Linked DNA regions of Mus musculus: region 1 is linked to region 2. A link is a contact called in public Micro-C data. All regions are on one chromosome and are shown on one strand. The core of a region is the stretch at or near the end of the contact, and the rest is flanking DNA. Distances in the headings are between cores, read along the strand shown.

The links. Hi-C and Micro-C count contacts between places; a contact is called where the count stands out from the background.
Region 1: a contact with region 2 is called in a Micro-C map of the G1E-ER4 cell line, with 2.4 times the contacts expected there. The contact joins two enhancer-like sites. A contact is called at or near these places in 1 of 39 promoter capture datasets (macrophages), 2 of 15 datasets of contacts at CTCF or cohesin (the G1E-ER4 cell line and the NIH/3T3 cell line), 15 of 484 Hi-C or Micro-C datasets (B cells, the G1E-ER4 cell line, bone marrow-derived macrophages and 9 more), 2 of 115 datasets of contacts at active chromatin or transcription factors (embryonic stem cells and forebrain) and 3 of 9 other capture datasets (adipose tissue, liver and pancreatic islet).

What each region holds. Positions count from the first base shown.
Region 1 is chr6:17,768,386-17,774,630 of GRCm38.p6, reverse strand. All of the region lies in intron 1 of St7 (suppression of tumorigenicity 7), which reads right to left. Among named protein-coding and RNA genes, the nearest start is that of Gm52895, 9.4 kb to the right of the region's middle. Within about 2 kb of position 4,125, at least 36 of the 459 cell types and tissues checked have an H3K27ac peak or open chromatin away from gene starts, as enhancers often do. A contact at or near this core is called in the G1E-ER4 cell line, where this site is marked.
Region 2 is chr6:17,735,324-17,742,409 of GRCm38.p6, reverse strand. All of the region lies in intron 1 of St7 (suppression of tumorigenicity 7), which reads right to left. Among named protein-coding and RNA genes, the nearest start is that of Gm52895, 23 kb to the left of the region's middle. Within about 2 kb of position 4,944, at least 19 of the 459 cell types and tissues checked have an H3K27ac peak or open chromatin away from gene starts, as enhancers often do. A contact at or near this core is called in the G1E-ER4 cell line, where this site is marked.

The DNA.
Region 1 (6,245 bases), core at 2,876-5,375, 33 kb before region 2:
TGGGGGTGAGTGGAAGAGTAACTCTAAAGGATGATCCCATAAAGTAATGCAAAAAACTGGCTGTGCTTAGAATGCCATGCATTCCTGCTAAATCTATCCCATACAATTTAGATATAAAACTATATAATACGAAATACTAACTGTGGTTCATAAGCTACGCTCTGCAAAGCCTTCAAAGTGGTGGCTGGCCCCTCCTCCCTGTCCCAGCCTACTGACCCGTAAGATGCCCTTATGGGAGCTGTCAAAATGGCGACACCATACAACTTAGCCTGCAGCAGTCACAGGAGCAGGTTTCCTGCCTTAGCCTACAGCCTTTGTGCAATATCACGGCAGGAGCTGTCCACAATGCCAGCACCTCCTTTCTAGCCTCCCAGAGCACCTCCACAGAGATGGCACCTCAGCCAAAGCCACCTGCAGCTGGGAATGGCTTCCCTTCTTAACATATTGGTCACATGCAAGAAAATGGGAGTTAAAAAAGCCACCAATCCCTTAGCTTCCCACAAAAACCTACCAAAGCCTGGGCATGAAAACCCACCAATCCCTTAACAGAAAAACCCACCAATACCTGAGCTTTCCAAACTCCAACTTGAAATAATCCCATCAATCCTTAATCTGGAAATCTCTGTCCTAAAAAGCCCCCGCCCCAAAACACCCTATAGAAGCCCCGCCCCAAAACACCCCATAGAAGCCCCGCCCCAAAACACCCTATAGAAGCCCCGCCCCAAAACACCCTATAGAAGCCCCGCCCCAAAACACCCTATAGAAGCCCCGCCCCAAAACACCCTATAGAAGCCCCGCCCCAAAACACCCTATAGAAGCCCCGCCCCAAAACACCCTATATAAGCCCCGCCCCAAAACCCTATATAAGCCCTGCCCTTTATCCGACTTCCTGCTGCCCGATCCCTAGAGCAGAGGGCAGCCATTCCTGGATTCATCCCTCCACACCCTAGACTGTCCAATGAAACTCTTTTATGATATCTCCTGTCTGGTGTGACGCTCTCATCGGAAGATGCCAAGAAGCAATGAAAAGAAGGAGAGAGGTGGAGCAGGGCTGAGGCTCCTGAGCTCCTGAGCTCAGCTGGGGATGCCTTCCCTGGGAGCTGCAATGCCTCTGCTGAGGAAGTTTCCTCTCAGAGCTCTGTGGCTCCTGGACCCTGTATCTCAGGATGTTCTTCCATTGGGATACTTTTCAGAGCTGTATAGCTCCTGGGCTTCCGAGTCCCAGGATACCCTTCCATCTGAACAGAAACATTTACACTAACTCCCCTATAAAGTCTTGTAGTAACAACATACATTTGCTTGGTGTTTACTACATTGTGGGCCATTTCTATACCTTGTCATTAAGTCTTTTTCACAACTGTTAGGCAGTTACCAGGACTTGAAAATGAGTCCCAAAGAAGTAAGAAGCCAGGTAGAGGTAAGTACCAAGTGACAAGGCAAGTGAGTCCACGTCCTTATTTAGTATACTATAACTCTTGTATGATAATGAACACTACGGAGCTCTTCATCTGGAGACTCTGAGGCACTGCCTTGCCTTTCCTTACACTACCCCTCACTCATCCATTTTCAAAGTACAAAGTCTGCATGTTAATGAAGTCATCATATCACAAAGTTAAAGGCATTGTGTGTGTGTGTGTGTGTGTGTGTGTGAGAGAGAGAGAGAGAGAGAGAGAGAGCCTCATCTAACACATTAGCAAAGCAAAGAAGAATGAAACAAAGTCCCACTCCTGGAGAATTCACTATAGCACACACATGGAGTGACAAATAGTGCTTGCAATAACAGAATCCAGCTACCCTCCCAACAGAAGCATTAAAAGCCTTCACCAGCTTCAGTGCACTGTGCACTGGGATTCAAAGGACAAACATAGATCCCTCCCCTAGGCAGACAGGGGAGTCATGGGCACTTTCGCTGAGGAGACTCACTTGGCAAACACGTGAGACTGCAAGCACATGGGCTGGGCGAAATGAAACACACTTTTCAAGAGAAACTGTAGCTGGTGGTGCCCCTGAGGAAGGAGAAGAGAGCTAAGGCTCCCAAAGCAGACTCAATGCCTAGTGTGCAAGGAACAAGTGAGAAGCCCTATCCAGTGGAGCAGGCTGGCAAGAGGGACTTTGGTAGATGTTAGCATGGGAAAGGAGATGTGATCAGGTCCTTAGGGTGCTTTAACTCATAGGGGTCTGTCTGGAGCTGGAAAATCCTGCATCTGGTTAATGTGTGTTCTGTGGGCAGTCAAGGAAGAGTACAGCTACACAACTCAGAACACCTCCGCATAACTCAGGAAGATGGCTCCTTGGACTAAGGCAGCAATTGGCTAACAACATTCAACAGCACAGGAAATACCCTACCTTCCTCTGAGAAGTCTTACAGACTCTGGAAAATGAGGTCATTATCAAGGAGAAAGTAATATTTAATCAAGAAAATTTTTGACCTGACAATTAATTTGTCTTGAACATGACTTCTTCAAATAGAACAGAATTTCACTGGGATACAGTGGGAAAATAAAATTGTCGCAGATGTCTCAGCAATGCACACTAATGATTGTCTCACTGTTCATCGTTTTTTATCAACACCAGTTTCCAACAACACTAAGACCACATAGCATAAATATTGTGCCATTCTTCTTACACTGGAATATTAAGTTTAAAAGTGAAAACAAAGCTGGGTCTGGTGATGCACACCTTAAATCCCAACACTTGGGAAGCAAACTCCCTGAGTTCGAGGGCAGCCTGGTCTACAGAGTGAGTTCCAGAACAGCCAGGGATACACAGAGAAACCCTGTCTTAACAAAACCGAGAAGAAAAAAAGGAGTTAAAACCAAAAACACCATACTGAAAGAACACACACACACACTCACACACACACACACACACACACACACACACACACACACACACACACACATTGCTCCAGGCAGCCCTGAGAAAGTAGAAAGCTAGCAATCAGCAGGGTGCTCCAGAGTTATTACAGCCAGGGTTTGATGACTCAACAAAAGCTCATTCTTGAATGTCTGTTTAATTCTTTATGAATTACTACATCAATGCTTTTTATTTCTTGGCAGTATTATGAATGGAACCAGACACTCTGACATGTTACCCAAGTGCTCTACCTTGACACATACATTCAGCCCTAATGCAGTAATTCTGAAGCAAAAACATGACTTTTCTGTGTGTGTTGAAATGATTGCTCAAAACATTATTTGTCCTACTTGTAAATAGTTGTGTTGGAATTCTCAAAACTAAAAAAAAAAATTAATTATTTAAATATCAGCCTGATGAAAGAACACACAGATTAAAGATACTAAGGGATGTTATATATTTAACAGGAAAAGCTATAGATTTTTTCAGAAAAAAAAAAGAAAAAAATTTTCTAGATCAAAAATTCAAAAGAGAAGAATGCAGGCAGGAAGAGTTAAGGAGGGAGGGTTTATGGGGGCCTTTAATTTTAGAGAAAGCCTGGCCTTTGGTGGTAAGACATAAAACAAAAGCCACAAGCAACAGCTATAAAGCTGGTTATATAGATATTAAATATGTCTACAACTGATAAAAAAAAAATGCCAGAGACAAAAAAAAAAAAACAAACTCTAAAAATGTATTTTCAAAATACAACTTAGAGAAAAAGTAATCCTCTTATTATAAAGTAAGCTATTATACACATTAATAAAACAACTTAAAAAATAAATATCAATTTAAACACTGGTAAATGAGTCTCCAAAAGATCTCCAGGCAGCTAACAGTTGCTTGGGAAGGGGAGCCACTTTCTTCACGTCTATAACCACTCGTTAGATGCTCATGCTCCTGTAATAAACCACCCCTCACCCACAGACGCCTGGGGAAGCAACTCTAATGAAACTCGTTAGGTCATGTGCGCAGGCTGACTGGGAAGGAAGGCATTAGCGGAACCGAGGCTGAGGACAAGCAAGGGGATCAAGGGGTAAAATGCCACCATGAAAGTGATTATTAGACATGATGCAAACGTTAATGGAATGTTCAGCCTAATTTCTAGAAGAAGTTCAAAAGAGACACTGTTTCCTGATCGATTGATTGGACCATGCCTGCTGCACACTCGTTCTTCACTGTGGGTGAGAAAGCTGTGAGCTCTTCCTAACACCTCACGGTAGCAGATGGGGGAGCTGACACTTTTGAGAGCCTGCTAATACAGAGACTTGGTAAAGTGGGGGTATAGCAGGCACTGCTGTGCACCTCTGCAGATAGTTTTGTTAGCGACTCCATGTTCTGTGTGTTCTATGGGGACTCAAATGACTCCATAAATGCAACAGATTTTTCTGACTCGGGGTCTCATTTTATTTGTTCTTTCAAAATCAACACATGCGTACATCGATGCCCACTTTTAAAGACAAGTTGTATGCTGCCAAAGGAATGAAGCTCAAACAGAAACCCTGCACTCCGGCTCAGTAATGCATTTCTATGTGTATCTGTATCACAAAGAGGGTAAAGGACAAGGTTGGATATCATGAGGCTTCGCTCACTTTACCATGACTATGCAGTTATCCCACTGAAACTAGTCAGCAGGGCATGGCAGAGTGGCCTTGTCCACTTTCATCATTGCCATAGAAATCACAGAGTTCCCAAAGTCCCCAGCTTGATAAATGAGAACCTTTCCTTGCAATGTCACAATATTTGATATTATATTTTAAAAGTATTAAAGATAGATCTTCATCTCTTGAATCTTATACTTTTCATTGTAATTAAAAATAAAGGTGCAATCTATCCCAGATTTGAACTACAAACAATATAAACTGGATGACTTCTTTCAAGTAATTTAGCAATATTTAGCAAAAGTCTAAACTCACAAATGATGGCTCCATCCATACAAATATTATGGTCAGTCATAGAAATGTGTACGAGCACAGTCAAGAAGATGTAGCTGTCTCTTGTGAGACTATGCCGGGGCCTAGCAAACACAGAAGTGGATGCTCACAGTCAGCTAATGGATGGATCACAGGGCTCCCAATGGAGGAGCTAGAGAAAGTACCCAAGGAGCTAAAGGGATCTGCAACCCTGTAGGTGCAACAACATTATGAACTAACCAGTACCCCGGAGCTCTTGACTCTAGCTGCATATGTATCAAAAGATGGCCTAGTCGGCCATCAGTGGAAAGAGAGGCCCATTGGACACGCAAACTTTATATACCCCAGTACAGGGGAACGCCAGGGCCAAAAAGGGGGAGTGGGTGGGTAGGGGAGTGGGGGTGGGTGGGTATGGGGGACTTTTGGTATAGCATTGGAAATGTAAATGAGCTAAATACCTAATAAAAATGGAAAAAAAATAAAAAAATAAAAAAAAATTAAAAAAAAAAAAAGAATTCCATTTAAGGGCTGGAGAGATGGCTCAGCAGTTAAGAGCACTGACTGCTCTTCCAGAGGTCCTGAGTTCAATTCCCAGCAACCACATGGTGGCTCACATCCATATGTAATGGAATCTGATGCCCTCTTCTGGTGTGTCTGAAGACAACCACAATGTACTCACATACATAAAACAAATAAATAAATCTATAAAAAATAAAAAATAAAAGAATTCCATTTAAACATATAATACTATAGTCACTTAAAGATTATTATGGAGCTATTTTTTACAAGAAAATGGCAGCATCTACGTCTTTTTAAAAGCACATTTTAAAAAAGAAAACTAAATGAAATTAAAAACACAAACCGAAAAAGCTTTTAAAGAATTTTTATCTTTTTCATATCTAGATCCTTGTGTCTGTCATACATGTGCAGGGGCAGAAGAAGGCACCAGATCCACTGGAGCTGGAGTTACAGGTGGATTTGACACACCCAACATGGGTACAGGAAAAAGGACTCAGATCTCCTGGAAGAGCAATAACCTCTCTTAATCGTTGGCCATCTCTCCAGCCCCCAGAGCTGAGACCTCTTACTTGGGTAAGCCAAAGGAGAAAAAAAAATATGTACAGAAACTTTACAGGATAGTATTTCTGAAAAGTTCTATGACACCATCGATATCTCTTGGCTATTGATCCTCTTCCAACTTCAAAGGCAGTGAAAGAAGGTTATATTCTCAATTCAATGACTCTGACACCCCCGTCTTCTCAGTTCTTATTTAAGAACCCTCATAATTACACTGACTACGCCTGGATAACCAAAGAAGACCTCTTATTTTACAGTCAGTACACGGATACCTTACAGCCATCTAATTTTCTGTCATTCAGTGTAACATGGCTACAGAGCAACATGTCTATAGATTCCAGGAAGAAGACACAGACATAT
Region 2 (7,086 bases), core at 3,695-6,194:
TTTTGGAACTCCCTTACTTAGAGTCCTTCTAAGCCTCTGGCTCTCTTATTTTCCCCAGAGGACAATGATCACAGCTCCCACTTCTCTGTTTCCTCTTAAACCCAAAACCATAGCTTTACCACAACAGCTTACATGTCTAACCATACAGTAACTCACTTTGTAATTAAAGGTTTGGAAGCCCCAGAGTTGAATTATAACCATTCACCCTCTTTTTCCACATTGTAGAAATGATAATACAGGGTTTTCCTTTATGATCCGCAACTTGACTCTTACCCTCCTCACTACATGTCACGGCAAAGCCTTACTTTATACCTCATCCCAACTTCCTTTTGCTGATGCATCAAGATCACACTTCACCTAAAATGTCTCCCTCACCACTCTCCCCACTTAGACTCTAGTGTGCACATAGTCTCGGTCATCTGTCTCTTTTTCCTTTGCCCTCAAACTTCGCTTCATTTCCTGAGCATGTTAGGCTCACATCAAAATGTGAGAAGAGTCCACTGCAAGGGTCTGCGCCTGAAGACTCCTCTGGACAGAGTCCAACTGCTGTCAGTAAGCTCCGCCCGCCTACCTCCCCTCCAAACTTCTAAGTTTAGATACCCAACAGATCAAGCACCAACCAGATAGTAGAACAGCCCTGTGAGATAAGCAGTGTCAGCTTTTTTGATGCACAGCACCTACTTCTAAACTTTCAAAATCTGGTGCTAGAGCCCAAAGCTTTCAATGGCTGACGGACAAACACAAGCTTCTTAGACAGTAGCAGGGGCCTCTCTTCTTACATGGGCCTCAAGGAACCTGACACCAGAATTAAGGAGGAGAATAACTTTAAAAGACTTTTCCTCTATTAGAAGATTAGCATGGGTATTTCAAATATTGAAGGTTAATCGATAAAAAAAATACACATTAATTAATCGTCGTGTAATCAATCATGACAAACATAACAAGTTATTAAAATGCTAATGGAATGTGAAAATTAAGATTTTCTCTTTACAAACATGAACCCAATGGTAAGAGGCTTATTCAACTCACTAAGAGTGAAAGCCACGTTACACACATTTGAATCAATGCTCTACTGTGAAGAACAGAATCAACTTCCAGGATTCTATAACAAACAGGGAGGTAACATGTCCGACACATCCTCCAGGAGAACAGCTTCATCAGACAAACCATAATGCTTCCTGTATAGTTTTGGTCTGTTCACCTGGTTTGCAAAAAGAACCACTAGAAAATAGTCAGAGGAAGTCAGGAAAATAGTCATGTATGAATCATAAATGGTTGCTCTGGAAGGGAGAGAAATGGAGAAATTCTTCAAGCCAATATGGTAGAATTCAGCTAGCATCGCAGGGAAACAAGGCAGTTACAACATGCATGGCTCTCTGGGACATAAATCATTCTTGCTGCTTTATAAGGGGCTGGCAAAGTCTTTCTACACAAGGCCAAATCGTAAATATTTCAGATGTTATAATCTCTATCACAAATGAGCCCTGCTATTTTAATACAATCTTCTCATCAACATTTTAAATAAATGATGGTAGCTGTGTTCTGATGAAACTGTATAGGCTCTGAACAAAATGTGTTATAATCACATATTGGGAAATATTACCTTTTTGAAATTGTAATCAATATATTAGAAAGCATTGTTTCACAGAAGAACAGCACTGTGATCTGTCATTGATCTGAGCATTCCCTGGAAGTTTCTGCCACTGACAAGACTCAGAGTAATGGACTCCACCAACCACTGTGTCAGATGTGGGGCTGGGAACTAACAGAAATGTTTATCCCAGATTTCTGCATTTCAGAAGACATTATGGGAAAAGACATAGTTTTGATAGTTGAGGACCTTGTACACTCCCTAATGCATTTGAAGTGGTGATTGTAAGTGCTAAAGCAACTTCTAATAAGTCCCTGGTCACTTTCACAGGTTCAAGTCATTCCCACCCACTCCAATCCCAAATATGTTTCAGTTATCAAGAATTGTTAAACAAACAAAGAAATAAATATCATATAAGATTTCCCAATTTCCTCAAAATAACATTATAGGCCAGGAAACTCTGTACAAAACATGCTCATGATATATATACAAAGAACAGTTGTTTTGTTATGAAAAAAGTCTGGCTCTGTTCAACACTGCCAGAAATAGAATTATTGAGAAATAAGAAATGTAGATTAAATCTTAATCACGCAGTTAAACTCTTTAGGAGATTTGGCATTTCAAACAAAACTTATTTGTAAAACTAACTAAGAAGATGGATTATTTCTGAGGTCCTTTCATCCCTAAAATACAGTAATTTGTAGTGAGCTACTGGTTACAGTATCTGAACAAGCTAATTTTTCTACCAAAAGTTCCTGATAACAGCATTTCTACTTTCTCTTGTCCTTTGAGCAAGAGGCCGATAATTTCCTCTCTACCTCTTGCTTTTTGAAAGACCATGGAAAACATATTTTTAATCAAAGAAACTACTGCTTTCTTAGAAACAACATAATCTTGACACAGATGGTGATGATGCCAAGAGAGAAGATGGCGAAGAGTAAGGCCTGGGACCTGATCTGTGCTTCCCTGCAGACACACAGTCCAAGTTACAGATTCTCTAGAACCACACAAAGGGACACGGGTATTTTTTGGCTTCCAAAGAAACACTTCTTTAGCACTGTTCCATTTAAAACAATCATGGACCTGGCCTATATGAAGCATACCTTAAACTATGACTCAACAATCACAGAGTCCTAGGTTTAAGGTATGCTTCCAAACTCCTAGGTTCCAAACTCCAGTTCCTCTGTCTACAGAAGAAGACGATCAGATCTTACCAGGCTGAATAGCCTACAGAAGGATGGTTGAGATGCTCAGGACACAAACTATAATGCAAACAAGCACTCAAATGGAAAATTCAATACCTGACTTCATACAACAAATTTCACCAAAATACAGGCACACTAAAAGTATTATTTTAAATTGCTCTCAGACTATGTGTATAAACTATCCATGAATCATAAATAAGTTTTATGTCTATTCATGGGTTCCATCCCCAAGATTTCTCACTATGCATATACAGTATTTCAAAATCTGAAGAAAAGTCATATCTAAAACAATTTTGGTCTTGAATATTTCAAATAAGGGATGCCCTACCTGTAGAAAGGGAAATGATACTGACATGATAATATATAGGTGCCGATACTGGACAACTGTAACACATTATCACACATGATAGTCTACAAAGAAGTAGAAATAACATCATAGCATGTGGGACTTTAAAAATACCACACTGCCCCCAAAAATAATTCCAATATGTGCTGTAGCACAGATGAACCTCAAAGCTATGATAAACGAAAAAAAGTCCCAGAGGAGCAACTTGATCCCACAGGTGGCACATAAGTACAAGGGGACAGGAGATTAGAGGCTGAGGGACAGAGATGGGGAGGTGCTGGTCAAGGAATATGAAATATTAGTCAAAAATTGTTTAGACAACATAAATATCCCATTACTCTACCTACTGAACTGTATACTTGATGACAAAGAAGGTAACTTTGAGGTTATGCATATTTTCCTAGTTAATTTTTTAAAACAAAATATTTTAAAAACAAAAGAAATTAACTGTTGAAATGGAAAAGAACTAGCTAATGCCTGATGGGAGAATTAATGGCAGTGTTGCTTTTTCATTTACACACCTCTTCGCTGTTGCAAACACAATGCAGCTCACTATGAAACCCATCCTATCCAAAGGTTTCTTATTGTATATGCCAAAAAGCTGTGCAATCTAGGAGCTAAAGAACCAATTAATTTTTAAAGATATAGATAGATAAAATTTTGTAACCATAATATATAATACTAATAACATAATATATAATATGTTATTATATATTATGGTTACAAAATTTTATCTATCTATATGTATATGTGTGTGTGGTTAGATAGATAGATAGATAGAAAGATAGATAGATAGATAGATAGATAGATAGATAGATAGATAGATAGATAGATATTAGAGCAAGAAAAAATAACAAACTGGTTTTTTTTGCTAGATAGATATGGTTTTTATAAATTTTATATTGTTCATATGGTTAGAGTTTATATAAATTTTAATTATAAATAGACAACATAAAGTATAAATAACACAAACTGTATTTATTTAATATTATGCTTGGCAATTCGTATTAAAGGATAGATAGACAAAGTTGAGTAGTGGTCCACTTCCTAAGTCCCAGAAAACTCTTATCCTCTAGATAGGCGAGCACATGTTCTTGCTATCACTGACAGCAGTATCCCTAAAACACAGGGCAGTACGTAGGAAAGGATGGAGTAACACACTTGTTGCCAGTGCCCTCCTTTGAAAGCTTTACTAATTCTGAAAAATTACATTGATTCTACTTATAAACATACCAGGCAAAGCGCAGAAGATGACAAAGAAGGTTTAGGTTTAGACAAAGATCTCCTTCTGAGACGCTTCTTGGGCAACTCTGACCTCAGTGGCACAGATATGAGTTAAGTTGCGGCTGAGTTCATGTGGAAAGACTGTTAGAGGCACATCTGTACAGATGGGAACATGGCAAGGGCTGGTATCATCTACTAATTAGTGTTATTATAAAGCTACCATCACTGACTTTCTATTTCAGGAGCGAAACAGTTCTGAAACATTTTATCTCATGATCTATGTGGTTATAGCTCTTAGACAAAAGTGTTATCCTTTTGTGTGTGAACATGTCTGATTAGTAAGAAGGCGTCTCCTTCCACTGAGATATTCTTACAAATAAATTTCTCAATTCAACTCAAATTTCTTTCCCAGGCCCTTGTTTCCCCATTTTTCACTCTCAGCAGAAACATGTTCTACCCACTTTTCATAAGCATAATTTATTTTTAAGTTTGAGTCTGAGAACATAGCTGCCTCCCTTGTCTGAAGCTGTGTCCCATGTTAGTCACTGTTTCCACAGCCCATCGGCACTTAGACGAAAGTGTGATGTGATACGCACAGAAGTAACTGAGTCTCGTGAGCCCTATCAGTAATGCCCTTCAGCATGTCATTAAAAACTTGACAAGAGAGTTTTGTGGCTGGGTTGGTGTCCCAATCCCTCTACTGGAAGTCTTGCCTGGTTACAGGAAATGGCCCGTCAGGCACCATAGCCTTCATTGCTAGGAGTCTTAGTTAGGGTTGATCTCATAGATTCCTTGGAGTTTCCATAGCTTTAGGTTTCTAGCCCATTCCAGAGATGTACCCCCTGCACCCTGATTCCAGTTGTCTATTCCACTATTCTCTCTCTCCCCATCATCCTCCTGGAGAACAAGATGTGCAGGAGTAAAGATGGAGCAGAAATTGAGGGAGTGGTCAACCAATGACTGGTTCAGCTTGGGACCCATACCATGAGAGGGAAACAACCCCAACACTGTTAAAAACATTCTGCTGTACTTGCAGACAAAAGCAACTAGCAGAACCATCACCAGAAAGGCTTCACCCAGAAACTGATGGGCACAGATACAGAGACCCACAGCCAATCATTAAGTGGAGCTCGGGGAATCCAGCAGAAGAAGAGAAGGAAAATCTGTAGACGCCAGAGAGGTCAACAACACTACGAGAAACTTACAGAATTCACTAACCTGGCCTCATAAGGGACTACAGAGACTGAACCAGGGAGCATGCACAGGACTCACCTAGGCCCTCTGCACATATGTGACAGATGTGCAGCTTGGTCTTCATGTGGGACCCCTAACAGCAGGAGCAGGGGCTGTTTATCACACTGTTGCCTGCCTTTGGGACCCTTTCCTCCCACTTGGCTGCCTGTTCTAGACTCAGTAGGAGAAGATGCCCTAGTCTTGCAGCAACTTGATATGCAAAGGCTTGTTTTATCCACAGGAGGCCTCCCCTTTTCTGAGAAGAAAGGGAGGAAGATGAGGTTTGGGGGGTGTGAAAAACTGGGATAAGGGGAGGGAGGGGAAAAATTGTGTCTGGATGTAAAGCTAATTAATTAATTAATTAATTAAAATATTTTTTAACAAGAGAGGCTGGAAAGATGACTCAGCACTTAAAAGCACTCACAGCTCTTGCTGAGAATTGGGATTTGGTTCCAGGCACCCACAACAGGGTATCGCAACCACCTGTAATTCCAGTTCCAGGAATGCCAACACCCTCTGGCCTCAATAAGAACTTGCAGGTGCATGATGTAAATAGGTTCCCATGATGTTCATACACTCATGCAGGCACACACACACACATGCATACGCACACACACACACACACACACACACATGCATGCGCACACACGCACACACACACCAAAAATAAAAGTAAATAAATCTTTTAAAAATTTGGCATAAGTGCTTATGAAAACTGGACATATATTCATATTAATGCTAACCACCCCTGTGAAGTGCTTGTGTCTTACAATAGGCAGCAGGTACCTGAAAGGAAAGTGAAGTTCAAACTAGGACAAAATTGACGGCTTGTAGAATTTCTACAATGTTGAAATAAGATTGGAGTTTTTGGTCATAGAATAGAGTTTTATGTCTCATAATAAATCATAAGTAAATGGTGTCAAATAACATTAACAACTTTAAGGTGTTTTATCATAACATATTAACAAATACTTTTCACTTCACCAGAACTTGTCTTCATATTAAGAATGTAAAAAGATTCATAGGAATGTGTGTTTCTTTTGAAAAAATATAAGGAAGGAAAGAGAGAGGCGGGGGAGAGAGGGAGGAAGAGGAAGGGAGGAAGAGGAAGAGAAAGAGAGAATGGAGGAAGGAAAGAAAGCCAGCCAGCTTGTTGGCCTATACTGAAGATAGACAAGATCATAAAAAGGAAGACACAGAGATGTGTGAACTTCCAGGCATTATACAGAGATACTTAAACAGATCTGTGTTACAAAATCGCTTAGGAAGGATGACCCAAACACACCCTTCCCCCACACTGTTTCTCCAAAGCACTCCTCGCTGCACTCGAGTCAAGTTGCCCTTTTGCAATATAGATTAAAGTATCTAAGTGATTCCTTCCACCCAAAATGTTTTATGAAAAGATATGTCACCCTTTTCATCAATTCTGCAACACAAGTTTTTAAACCTATATGCTAATTTAAAATTTTACCCAAACACTTGTTTGT